Regions from separate parts of the Mus musculus genome. Here regions 1 and 3 are each linked to region 2. Evidence: chromatin contacts called from public Hi-C and HiChIP or PLAC-seq data. All regions are on one chromosome and are shown on one strand. The core of a region is the stretch at or near the end of the contact, and the rest is flanking DNA. Distances in the headings are between cores, read along the strand shown.

Region 1 (4,164 bases), core at 349-2,848, 480 kb after region 2:
AACCCTTGTGCACCGACCACTGAAGACATTATTAATTGCTCACAACTCTCTTTGTCATCAGATCTATAGTTACTGCGTTCCTTTCAATCCAGACTCAAATCAATTGTGGTTGATAAGCTAGTGGAATAAAATCAAGCACAGGGACTGGAGAGATGGCTCGGAAGCTAAGGGCCACCCTCTGCCAGTTCCAACCAAACATGTTGGGTGATTCATAACCACCTGTAACTCCAACTCCAGGAGATTTGATGCCCTCTTCTGTCCTCTGTGCATAACTATGTGCATAGACTCCCAACACGGACACACGTGCATATGCGTAATAGTAAGTAACACAATAGAAGCCATGCAAGATAAACATAAAATAGCATTAAAGATACAATAATAATTTATTTTCATCAAAGCAGACTCTTGACCCTAAGAAGCTGGTTGCTAGTACAGACAATAAAAATACTGACAAATATATATTTAATATCTAGAGCACAGTTTGGCCAGTGCCTTTTAAATACCTTTTATTGGCCAGCTTTCTATCACTATACTGAACAACTGAGATAATCAGCTTACAGGGAGTTTCATCTTGGCTCATGGCTTCAAAGGTTCTAATCCATGCTTGTTTGGTCCCATTTCTACTAAGCCTGTGCCAGATGACAATGGGAAGAAGCAGAAGAAAGATGCTCACCCCATGGTCAAAACGTGGAAGAGGGGAAGAAGGGGCCAGGGTTCTATCTCTCCGAGGACACACCCATCAACGACCTTGCACCTCCTACCTCTGGAAGCTTCCAGTGGCTCTGATAGCACTAAGCTGTGGACTGCAGTGTCATCACATGAGAGACAGTTAAGATTCAAACTTAAGCACACCTGTTTTCTATTTCTTAAAATAGAATACTCAAAATAATAACCTTTGTTATTATTTGTTACACATGGCTTCCGAGCTAAAGGGGGATCATTTAGAGAGTTCCATTTAAAGAGAGAAGGCAAACTTCTTCCTTCCATCTGCTGTAGAGAAGTTGGCTGGTGCGGCCAGAGAGACCCAGCAGCCACCTAGAGGAGAGAAGTTGCATCCTAGGCTTTGTGCTTCAAAAACCCAGAGGCAGCTTCAGTCCTCACTAACCACTAGGACACCCCACCAGACCGTCAACCTCAGACATTTTATTTTACTTTCAAAAAAATCCACCTCATTTAAAGTATGACCTGCCAAGTTTCTGTTGTGTATAACTTAGCTGATTAGCATAAAATATGTACACACCACACATATTAAAGTAGGTATACAATGATGAAATATATGGCTTACAGTGAATAACAACCGTTCACTGAACAGAAAACCAGAGCAAACAATTGCAGGCTTAAATTTTGATGTTTGGCAGGAATAAAAATACATTTTTGTGTGTGTGGGTGGGTTGTAGATTGTGTTTACTGGCAACACCATTTCAGAAAAGTTGCCGTGTTTGCATTGAGTAAATTAATGAATGGTTAAATCACTATTTTAAGTTGAGATACTGTTTCCTGTTTTAAAACACTTTACAGAGCCGTAAATACCCCACCTGCATTGGCTCGTTCAAGGGAACCATCCCATCTGCATTTTAGCCCTCTTTGTCTTGTCTCATCCAAGCATCAGCACCATTGAAGTGTCAGTGCTGCAATCCCATCCTCTTGGTTTTAAAACGCCAGTGCCGTGCTCATTTGCATGTTAGTTGGCATAAATTTAAATATTAATTTCAGGACACATTGCCTCTAAATCCAGAAAATAAATATAGCCTTCTGCTGCATTACAATACAGAAAACCAGTATTTAGGGCTCAGGAGTGTCTAAACATTTTAAACCACCTACATTTAGTCAGGCTCAGATTAAATGTAAACATACATGCACCTTACAAATTCATTCACACACTGGTCAAATTCCAGGTTGTGAACCACCAGAGAATGTATTCCTCTCATTTATTCTCATGTGTCCAGCTATAAATGCTTCCAGTTTAGACGAGCTGATAATCTAATTTTCAAGACCGTATCGTCTGGGCCTTATTTTAGCTAAAGAGCAGAAGAACCCACCTATGACTGCTTTAAACTAAGCTGTGCGTTTATAGGCTCACTCAAGCTGGAGCCCAAGGGTGGTCTTACTTCTGGAACAATTGTGCTGAGGTGTTCAAATGATGTCTCTGTCTCTGTCTTTCAGCCCTGACTCCTCTGGCTTTGCGCTCTTACTGGTCCTCGCACATGTGCTAGGAAGGTATGTTTGGCTTTTTGATCCCACAGGTCCCCACCCATGTGCTAGGAGGACATGCCTACCAGTCCCACTGTGGGGGGTGGGGAGGATTCCTATCCAGTTTCAATCAGGTGCTCATCTTGATGGTTGACAGCTTTGCCAGAATCAAAGGCAGTTAGGAAGGATGGTTTGTTTCCAGGAGGAAAAGTAAGTTTTTTTTTTTTTTTAAATGTTGTATTGTACAGCTGGTGGGGGACGCATGCCTGCCCATTCTTAGGTTTTTGCTGAAAAGAGAATGCGCCGAATGAGCTTCCATTCCCAGTGGGCTAGCAAAGCTGGTCCTGTCTTTAAAAACTCTGGGCTGCTACCAACAGGGAATTGCTGGGATGTACAAGAGCCGCTTAATCTTTTATGTGCAAACAAATCACCTATAATTAAAAATGTGTGTGCATTTGGATCCAATAGGTTTAGAATATGGCTGTGGATCAGGTAGTACTGTAAATGCACACTGATCTGTTGTCACACTGTAAAGTCACACGATTCTGCTGGTCCTCAGACCACAGTGAATAGCAAAGGTCGATCTTTGATCACTGCCCCTGAGACCTCAGCGACCTGCCCACACCTTTACAGAACTGTTTGACCATCAGCCTTTGGTCACCACCTCAGGTCCTGTAGTGAGCCACCTTTCCAGCTGCCATTCGAAAATTAAGAATTAACATAGTGGGAGCTGGAGAGATGGGTCAGCGGTTAAGAGCACAGACTGTTCTTCCAGGGGACCCAGGTTCAAATCCCAACACCCACATGCCAGCTCACAACTGTCTGTAACTCCAAGATCTGACTGACACCCTCACACAGACATGCAGGTGAAACACTAATGAACATAAATAAATCTTTTTAATTTTTTTTTAAAAAAGAATGAACATGGTAGAAGTCCCTGGCTTGGTTAACTTGGAGCCGTTTTCCCAGCTCCTGCTCTGGCAAGCAGACCCTCCTCAGTGACCGCCACCTAACTGAAGCCATCCACCACGCTGAGCAACTGGGCCCAGGCACTGTAGAACCAGCTTTCAGTTTGCATTCTCTTGAATTGTGGAGAGTTCAGGAAAACAGCGCTATAGATAACATTTCTTTCTGGGCATGCGAAATGACTTGTCTGTAAAATGTGCAGCGAATTCCTACATCTGACTCAGCACCTGGGCATTCCTGCTCATTTAACACGCAGGTGTGGAGAAGATGGAGAAGGTCTTCCCTGGGATGCTCTCCAGACATGATCCTCAGCTGCATTCCACGAGAACGAGAGCTGTAGCTGAGTTTACGGACAGGGGTGTGAGAATGGAGACCAGCAGCGCCGGGCGTTGTCTGCTGGGATGTTACACTTCTATGCCTTCTCCCTGTCCTTTCCCACACGTGGTCTGAGTCCCTTCCTCCACCCACTAGCTTAGACTACATTCAAATTTTTGCTTTGTCTCTATGAAGAAAAAAAGAGAACTGAGGAACATCATACTGTGGTCCTTTCTTCAGCATTCTCAATGGACGGAACCAGGTGGGGAGGATGTGAAGGGCGTTGAAGTGGAGGGAACCTTGGCCTGGCCTGACTCCGGGAAATCCTGGGAGTGGCTGGATTGGCTGGATGTAGACCGTTGTGTGTACACATCACCTGGAAAAGCCACTGCATTCCCTTATTTGCAAGGGAGAGGAGCAAGACACTGAACTCAGGGCTCACCCTTCCCAGGCTAGCCCAGCCCTCCCTCCTCTTCTCTCTGAGCCACACCAGAGTGAGAAAGGGAACCAGAGAGAGATGTGAGGATGAGCCCTGGCCACCGCCCACGTCAGCCCCCAGGTTCAGGGCTCTGTTTGTCACTTTCTTGCAACTGTCTCTCCCAGAGTGCTAGCTCAGTACACACTGCCCAAGAAGGGCAAAACACCAGTCTCTTCAGGTGTGTGATTATAGGCACTTTCAGGAGGCACAGGGTT
Region 2 (3,876 bases), core at 442-2,941:
CAGAGAGCGCATGCATGCGCACACTCAGCTCATCTTCTAGGGTATGGAACTGCCCACGGCTTTAGGCTGGGCTATCTCGCTTCAGATAAGGTAATCAATACAATCCATGAAGACTACAGGCCAACTGGATCTGGACAGTCCCTCACTGAAACTCTCCCCTATGCGATTCTAAAATGCATCAAGCTGCCAGTTAAATTGAACCATCAATCCCAGAGTCAGTTCTTATTTTTCAGTACCAACGTTGAGGTAAACAGCTTCAACTACCTCCAAAAAGCTAAAACAGCTTCTGAGGCAGAAGTGCAAAGACCTGACTCAGTGGATCTGGGAATTCTGCCAGCCTCCTGGCTTGCCCTTTAGTGTGAACCAACATTTTCCTAGCCTGGGCACCGGGCATAGATGCCCTAGCTCTCTGTTTAATGCAGATCATCACACCAGAGCCACCCGCACCGAAATCCCCCAAGTTGGAAACAGCTTTAAAGGTCTCATTTCTGCAAGGTCTGTTTCTGTAGATCCAGAGCACTGTGCTGTTGAGGTGGTAATGAAGGAAAGAGGGGTGTCCCTAACCTTGAAAGCAGAGAGAATACAGCGTAATCTGTTGACAGGTCGTGGTCGGTTTTTATGTGTCTATTTTCTCTGTTGCCTTGTAAAGTCTACCTTTCTTCAACGCTCCTGGAATCCAGATTTCTTCAGATAATAGTTTGTTCTTGACATTTGTCTCTTGCCAGGCACAGGGAGGGAGGCTTTCCCTGACCCTGCCTGACGATCACCCTGCCTCTGCTCAGAGGCAGGCAGGGTGGCTCCCACCAGCAAGGGGCCAGCTGCTGGTTCTGGCCCAGGTAAGACCTGCTCTACAGCTGCCCTCACCCAGGAGCATCAGGTAACTGTCAGGAAGTTCCTCTTGTCCTTCCAGTGCTAGGAGAGACTCATCTTTTGTGGTCCCTATTCCAAAGTTAGTCCCTTCCTGCTCCTTTTCAGTGGCTGAGTCCCAAAGTGTAGAAGTCTATCCATTATGTTTTTGCTCTAATCTCGATTGCTTGAGAGAGAAAGAGAGAGAGAGAGAGAGAGAGAGAGAGAGAGAGAGAGGAGAGAGATTGTGTGATTTCTAGGCACAAACTTAAGGGTACACAGTGAAGTCCATAGCTTATTTGTGTTTGTGAAGGGATCATGAGTCTATGTTCTCTCTCCTTCCTTCCCTCCTTCCCTCCTTCCCTCCTTTCCTCCCTCCCACTCTTCCTCCTTCGGTCCCTCCCTCCCTCTCTTCCTCTCTCCCTACCTTTACTTTCTTCACAGGATTTTACTAGACAGCCACAAAACTGACCTTGAAATCATAATTCTCCTGCCTCAGCTTTCTGACCATAGAATTACAGAATTATGCCTCCACTAGTGGATCCTTTTAGCTTTTAGAGGTTTTATTTTTGTTGTTGTTTGTTTTGTTTTGTGTTTTTAAAGACAGTCTCACTATGCAGCCCTGGGTGGCCTAGAATGGCTCTACAGAGCAGGGCTGGACTTTAACTCAAAGAGACCCAGCTCTCTCTGTTTCCACAATGCTGGGGCTGAGGGTATGCAGCACCATGCCTGGCCTTTTCGCTAGTTTTACTGTGCACCACCACCAAGCTTTAGAGCAGGTGTTTCTATTACAGCTCATATATAAGGAAACCAAGGCTCAGCCGCCTCCATAGCGACGACAAGCTGTCAGTGGTGAAGTCAGCCAGAACTGCTGGGATTCCAAGGCTGCCGTTCTGCCCTGCCGTAGCACAGGCAGGCCCCCCAAAGCAGCAGCCTGTCAGAAGCAGGGCTCAGAAGCACAACTGTGTTCTCCCACAGAAAGAGACATCTTCCAAACAGGCCACAAGGAAGCTTCCAGTACTGCAAGCGCTTCTTTCCGCCTCTCTCCAAGCAGCATTGGCTGCCAAAGAACGAGGTGTGGTTTGACAATTTCATCCTCATGGAGGTGATTTTGAAGTGGCTTCTGGGAGGAGTTAGGCCCTTTGGGGATGACTGCGCCTACTGCATTGTGGGCAAAGGGTCTTGCTGGCTTCTGGGTAATTCTCTCCTCTGCTCACTGCTTCCTAACTCCCCCTCTCCCTCTACAAATGGCAGATGACAAAAACTCCCGAAGAAACTTCTCATGGCTGCATTTGTCTGTATCAGGGGAAATTAAAATACCCACATTTCCATGCTCTGAGGTTTGATGCCTTATTTGCATATTTTATTGATTTTTCCTCCCTTCTCCTCTCGGTGAGGAAAATGTACCTGTGTGTCAGCACTTACCTGCATTAGCTGTGCCAATGTTTGGCCCTGTTTGGAAGCGCCCCCCCACCCCGCACCCCCACCCGCCGGCCCCCAAGAACCCTGGAGAATGTTGTTTGTTTTGTGACTTCCCCTATAGTCTTTGTTGTTCGTGGTTTCAAATTTTGCCAAGGAAAATCAGTCTTACAGTCATAAGCATTCAGCTATGAAGAGTCCCTCTGCACACTTTAATTTTTTTTCAAGATCTATAACTTCCTTTGCAAACATGGGGGGTGGGGACTAGCCAACAGAAAGGGTGCGGAAGAGAGACTTCTTCCCACTTTCTGGTGCTGTCTACCTGAATTTTTTGAAAGTAGAGCATTTAGAAACAGGGCCCAGGTACAAGCAGAGAAAATACATGCACGTCACTCTCACATGTACATGTGTGTGCACGTTTGTGTTGGTTGGTGTGTACCTGCCTTCATTTACACACTCGGAGGAGAACAAACACCCTCTTTTCAGTACTCTGACTAGAGGAATTCCCTGCTTGGGTAGTTAGCATTTGACTCTTAGAAACAAGGAATAGGAAATCCATTTTAAAAAAAATAATTTAAGCAAGAATAAAAAGAAAATGTTTGAATTATTAGCTCATTTAGTTGGAAAAGCTAAAAGTGGAGAAGTTTCAGGCATGGCTGGAACCAGGTGACATACAGTGTCCCCAGGCTTGACTTCTTCATCTATTAGTGCTGATGGTGACGTCCAGGAAGGCATGTTTTATCTCATTGCCTACAGCGGATCCAGCATTGTAATTTATCAGTTTGGCCAAACCAGTAACCAGTAAAAAGAACATAGTATGGCTCCTATGAGAACAGCTTGGTTCATGTGTTCATCTCTTAACCAATGACTGTGGCCACAGGACAAGGCCTGAGTTAGAATGGAGCTAGCCCCACCTCTACTTCGGGCCTCAGAATGGAAAAGGATGTTTTTCCAAAGCGAAATACAAACTCTTGTTTCCAAAAGAAAAAAATGGATGGCGTAGTGTGACAATCCCTGCCCTCATGGAGCATAGGCTGATATCAGTCCTCATGGGCAAAAGGAGCAGAGACGACAGATGGCAGGGCGATGGGGTGGGAGCTGGGGGATGGGGTAGGGGCACGGGGTGGTGTCGGGAGCCCTGTGAGTGTGTGTAGAATGAAGAAAACACACCAGGACTGCTGAGTCCTGCATAGCCATGTGGAAGCACAGGGTGGCACAACATGGTTCCTGCCCCTGGAACAGAGCCAGGGCATGGGCCTCCACAAGCGGTGATAGTTGCTGGGTGTGGGGCTTATTTATATATATAAACTTCATGTTCCTCCTTTGGAAAATATTCTCCCTACCAAGGTTATTGGGGGAAATGTCCTCTCTTCCAAGATTAATGACTCCATGCTATTCAGAGATAGCACTAATCTGGGAGCCAAGGCTATGTCTATGTCTCAGAGAAATGGGAAACACTGAGACCTTCAGACTAGCCCTTCAGGTGGAAAAGAACTCTAAACACATGAGTTGAATAATAATAATAATTTCTCAACTATGCAAAATATAAGGATGCAATATGGATTATATGAGGGGCTTCACAAATCTAAAAGAACAGATGCAATTGCACCA
Region 3 (4,066 bases), core at 781-3,280, 360 kb after region 2:
CAGCTCAGAGCTTTATATTTTTTTCTTTATTGAGAAACTCAGATGCTGAAAGGAGACTAAATGTGTCCATTTGATATTATTTAAGTTCATCCTGGGCTCCCACCCCCTTGGCCACACTTCCACCACATCTACATTCTGGTCCTCAGAGGAAGCCATTGGCACTCTGGAGCTGAGTTCTCTGTGCGTGCCATTTTATGATCACCCTAGGATTCCATTTTTTTACCTACAGATGAGGAGCCTAGGGCAACAGACTAAAGAGTATTGCTGAGGTGGCCACCACTGCAACGGGAGCATGCTTCTTGGCTGCCACATCATACTGGTCCAGAGTTACTGCCTGGTGCAATGTAACCCAAGGTGTGGGGCTTCCCATCAGGCTGCAAACACTCTGTAGGGGAAGCCTGAGATGGATGAGGAGGGCTGCTGCCGCCATGCTAATAGATTATCTCAACAGCTCATCTCTGAGGAGAACAGAAGGCCATGAGGTGAGATCTGAGGAGTGAGCACTGCACAGTGGGACAGGAAGAAGGGATGACAATGGGGAAGCCATTACAGTATTCCTGTCAGACGTGACAAAATCCAGACTGGGGTTGTGGAGACAGAGTAGAGACTTATGGGAAGGCCTGTGACACTGACAGAACTTGCAGAGGCCATGTTGATGAGAGGCAAGGATTCTAGATGCCTCCTGGGTTCTGACCCAGCTACCAGAAGAGGATGAAAAAAAGCAGAAGAGGAAGAAGGAGATGAGGGCTGCAAATCCTGATGGGAGCTGTAACCATCACCATGGAGACCGGAATCAGATGGGTACCGCAGTTTAGGACGTGGGATGAACACACCAGTGAAGCTCATGCAAGCAGAGGCCCCACTCTGCCAGACACTGACACTCCCTACAGATTGGGTAGAAAGAGCCAGCCATGTTTACAGCAAGCTTGCTCTCAGTTTGATATTTTATTGGCTAAGTCTAGAAGGTCACAGAATGGAGGAACAGGAAACTTGGGAGACTCTAGATGACCATTGAAAAAGTTAGGGTGAATGCTAGATGATTTTTTGAAACCTGCTCATATGTTCCAGATTCCTCGGTTAATCAACACAATATGATTCGTCCTGTCTGTGACCCAAGAAAGAAAAGTATCATTCCTGATGTTGTGGTGTTGGCGAGTGTTTCATGACCAAAGCCAGATGGCTCTACAAACAACATTGTCCAAAGGGGTGTGAAGCAGGCTTCCAGCTGAAACCAGCCAGGTGGCTTCCTCGGATAGGATTGCGGCAGGGAACACTTGCAAGGCTTGCCCTGGCTTGGCTCCCATTGTTAGCTTGGTGCCAGGTCCTAGGAATGTGCTTCTTAAAGTCAAAGGGGCTTCTCTTTTCTTTTAACAGTCTCCCCCAGCTGATGTCTCTGTGAGCAGACATGTGCTCTGAGCTCTGTGGTGGTTTTATTTTAGATTTTATGCATTCCTAACCCTCCTTTCTGTCCCCGCGTCTCTTCAGTCACAGGTGCTATAAGTGACAAGAAATGTTTGAATCCATCCCAGCATACCCTGCAGGTCATTTCCTCGAGTACTGAACTGGTTTTGTAAGCACTCCAATTACTGGGAGAGCCCCACGTGCCCTGGGGCATATGGGCCAGCTGAGAGTCCAGTCCCTGTCCACACCGCAGGGTACATGACATGTCAAAGTGGAAGGAACATCCCCGCCTGTGCTCCTGCGGTGTGGGGCAGGGGAGGGGAGCAAGACCTTATCTCAACTCTGCTGACAGCCCCAGGGCTTGGCTTTCTTTTTTTAAAAGCTGCCTCTGTTCATGCACGTGTGCTCCCATTCCCAATGAGTTTTCAAACCCTTGGCATTTGCTTTAAAGGTAAGTCTGCTTTGAAGACTGGTGGGAATCTCAATCACGTTCCTATTCACAGTCAAGAAGGGAGTGGGAGCTAAAAATACCAGCGTTTCGGATTTCTTTCTCTCTTCTGAAGCACTGGAGAGAACCTCACCAGGTTCTCTAAGGGAGTCGGGGAGAATGTCTGACTCCCCTGCACCCACGCTGACACCCCGTGGCAGTGCCATCAGCCCGTTCCAAATGCCCACAGACCTCTCAACGGGGTGCTCGCTATAAGACTCCAAGGCCATTTTTCTAAGCATGGAAAATGAAGACTCCTAAATACATTACATATTTAACAAGCAAGACAATTTGGCTTTGGAAAAAAGTCTCAGAGCCACCAGGACGTTCAGACTATTAAAAGCCAAATGAGCTGACTAGTATCATCCACTCTGTGTGGAGCCTTGACACCAAGCAGTTCTTAAGTTATTAGCATGACGTTGCGGCTCGAGAGCACTGGCATTACGCTCAGACCCATGCTCATTAGTGATTGGCTCATTCTGCCCGTGCCTGGGCTCGGTTGATGAGGCAGGCAGGTGGATATCACATGGTGAGGTATTTTACCTTAAAAGCCACTGGGAACATAGATACTGATTTACCATTGATGACTTCTGGGTGAATCAGTCTTTTCCAAATCAAGAAATGTTCCTTTAAAGCAGAAAAGCAGAAAAAAAAAAGGAAAAAAGAAAGAAAAGAAAAAATCTGAAATCTGCCAGCTTTTTCTTTTTTCCTCTTAAAACCAGATCTGTCTTTTGGAATCAGATTTAAATTAAGACCAGATGACTTACTCTGCCAACATCTCATTAAAACAGAGATACCTTAAGAAGGCCAGAAGTGTGGACGTTGCGGCTGTGTGCAAACTGACCTCCCATCCCTGGCCTTTTCTCTGTCCAGGCAAAGGCAGCTAACTGGTAAAGCCTTATCTTTCTTATCCATTAGGGTCAGGTTGCCCCTTGGCAATGTGGGCTGGCATTCTGATTAACAGGCTGGCTGGCCATCCATGGCCAAGGTAAGAACCATTTGGTAGGACCATATCGAAAGTAATTATTAAAGTTAATTAACAGGAAGCTTAATTAACTTACTAGCCACCCAGCAGTGGAGGAACTGTTAAAAGGTCACCTCGGGACCAGTCCTCCCTCTGCTATCTTATTTCAGTTCAAAGACAAAGTAAGAGAAATATTTACCAAGTAAAACTGAACAAAAAGAAAAATTGCTGAAGATCGTAGGCACCATGGTAACACTCGGTTTCGAGAGCCTCAGTGCCTCCAGAAGACAAGCGATAATGATAACAATTTCTGGAAAATTGTATTAGATAATGCTTGCCACCGAGGCTTAAGCGACTCAGCCATTGTTCCCTTGAGTTAAACTTATTTATTCCTTTCATTTGAAATCCTGGGGGGGATAAACTCATCCAGATGAAAACAAGTGGCTTTTTGGGATAAATTGCTTAAGAGTTTTTGCCAGTGCAGCAGACATGACAGCTGGTGACAAAAGGAAGTGGTGATCTTAGTGGATGTCACCTGCTCTTCCTGGCTCCCCATGCCCACCTGGACCTGTCTCAAAGTTTCTCTTGATGGCCCCGTGTCTGTTGATATTGGGTAGATGCATCCAAATCCACAGAGGCTGTGGCAGAAAGAGTGGGGTCTGTGACATGACCTATAGAGATTTGATGTCCAGCTCTGACAGTTGCTGGTCATGTGACTTGAACAGGTGCCTTGGCTACTCTGGGCTTCAGAGTCTGTGTCTTAGGAAATAAAGGCAGTAAGTCTTGAGTTATCTGTAAGTTTCCAGCATGAAGCCAGGACCCCTGTAAGTCATATCATCTTTGGAAATGGGCTGTTGACATGACAGAGAGCAAGCAGGCTGCTTCCATGCTACTCTCTTACTGTATACTCATCTATAAAGCCCTTCTTGTGTGCCAAGACCCTGGATCACTCTGACATAATGACCCTTTGGAGGCAGCTACTGGTAACTCTGTGGGGCTCCTGCACTCTGCCCAAGTCTGACTCCATCACAGCCATCCTTAGATTGCTGCCAGTGGTGATTCTCAAACTCTTTGGTTCTGGAACCCTCTCACAGTCTTATGGATGGACTGATGGGCCTATATTAGTGTTCTATTTCTGCTGAAGCAAATAACTGCAAGCCCAGTAGTATGTCACAGTGCAAGACAGCCCTGACTATCTTGGTGGCCAGAAATAC

What was found. Hi-C and Micro-C count contacts between places; a contact is called where the count stands out from the background. HiChIP or PLAC-seq counts read pairs in DNA pulled down with a chosen protein or histone mark.
Region 1: a contact with region 2 is called in an H3K27ac HiChIP or PLAC-seq map of VIP interneurons, with 7 times the contacts expected there. The contact joins two enhancer-like sites. A contact is called at or near these places in 1 of 484 Hi-C or Micro-C datasets (cerebral cortex), 2 of 115 datasets of contacts at active chromatin or transcription factors (VIP interneurons and embryonic stem cells) and 1 of 9 other capture datasets (embryonic stem cells).
Region 3: a contact with region 2 is called in a Hi-C map of ventral hippocampal neurons, with 1.6 times the contacts expected there. The contact joins two enhancer-like sites. A contact is called at or near these places in 1 of 39 promoter capture datasets (hippocampal neurons), 7 of 484 Hi-C or Micro-C datasets (brain, cerebral cortex, cortical neurons and 1 more) and 3 of 115 datasets of contacts at active chromatin or transcription factors (VIP interneurons, embryonic stem cells and neural progenitor cells).

Annotation. Positions count from the first base shown.
Region 1 is chr3:85,494,708-85,498,871 of GRCm38.p6, forward strand. No RefSeq gene overlaps it. Among named protein-coding and RNA genes, the nearest start is that of Gm31419, 5.0 kb to the left of the region's middle. Within about 2 kb of position 1,599, at least 5 of the 459 cell types and tissues checked have an H3K27ac peak or open chromatin away from gene starts, as enhancers often do. A contact at or near this core is called in VIP interneurons, where this site is marked.
Region 2 is chr3:85,014,115-85,017,990 of GRCm38.p6, forward strand. No RefSeq gene overlaps it. Among named protein-coding and RNA genes, the nearest start is that of Gm30944, 6.9 kb to the right of the region's middle. Within about 2 kb of position 1,692, at least 31 of the 459 cell types and tissues checked have an H3K27ac peak or open chromatin away from gene starts, as enhancers often do. A contact at or near this core is called in VIP interneurons, brain, cerebral cortex and 3 more, where this site is marked.
Region 3 is chr3:85,376,896-85,380,961 of GRCm38.p6, forward strand. No RefSeq gene overlaps it. Among named protein-coding and RNA genes, the nearest start is that of Gm52637, 7.1 kb to the right of the region's middle. Within about 2 kb of position 2,031, at least 41 of the 459 cell types and tissues checked have an H3K27ac peak or open chromatin away from gene starts, as enhancers often do. A contact at or near this core is called in VIP interneurons, brain, cerebral cortex and 3 more, where this site is marked.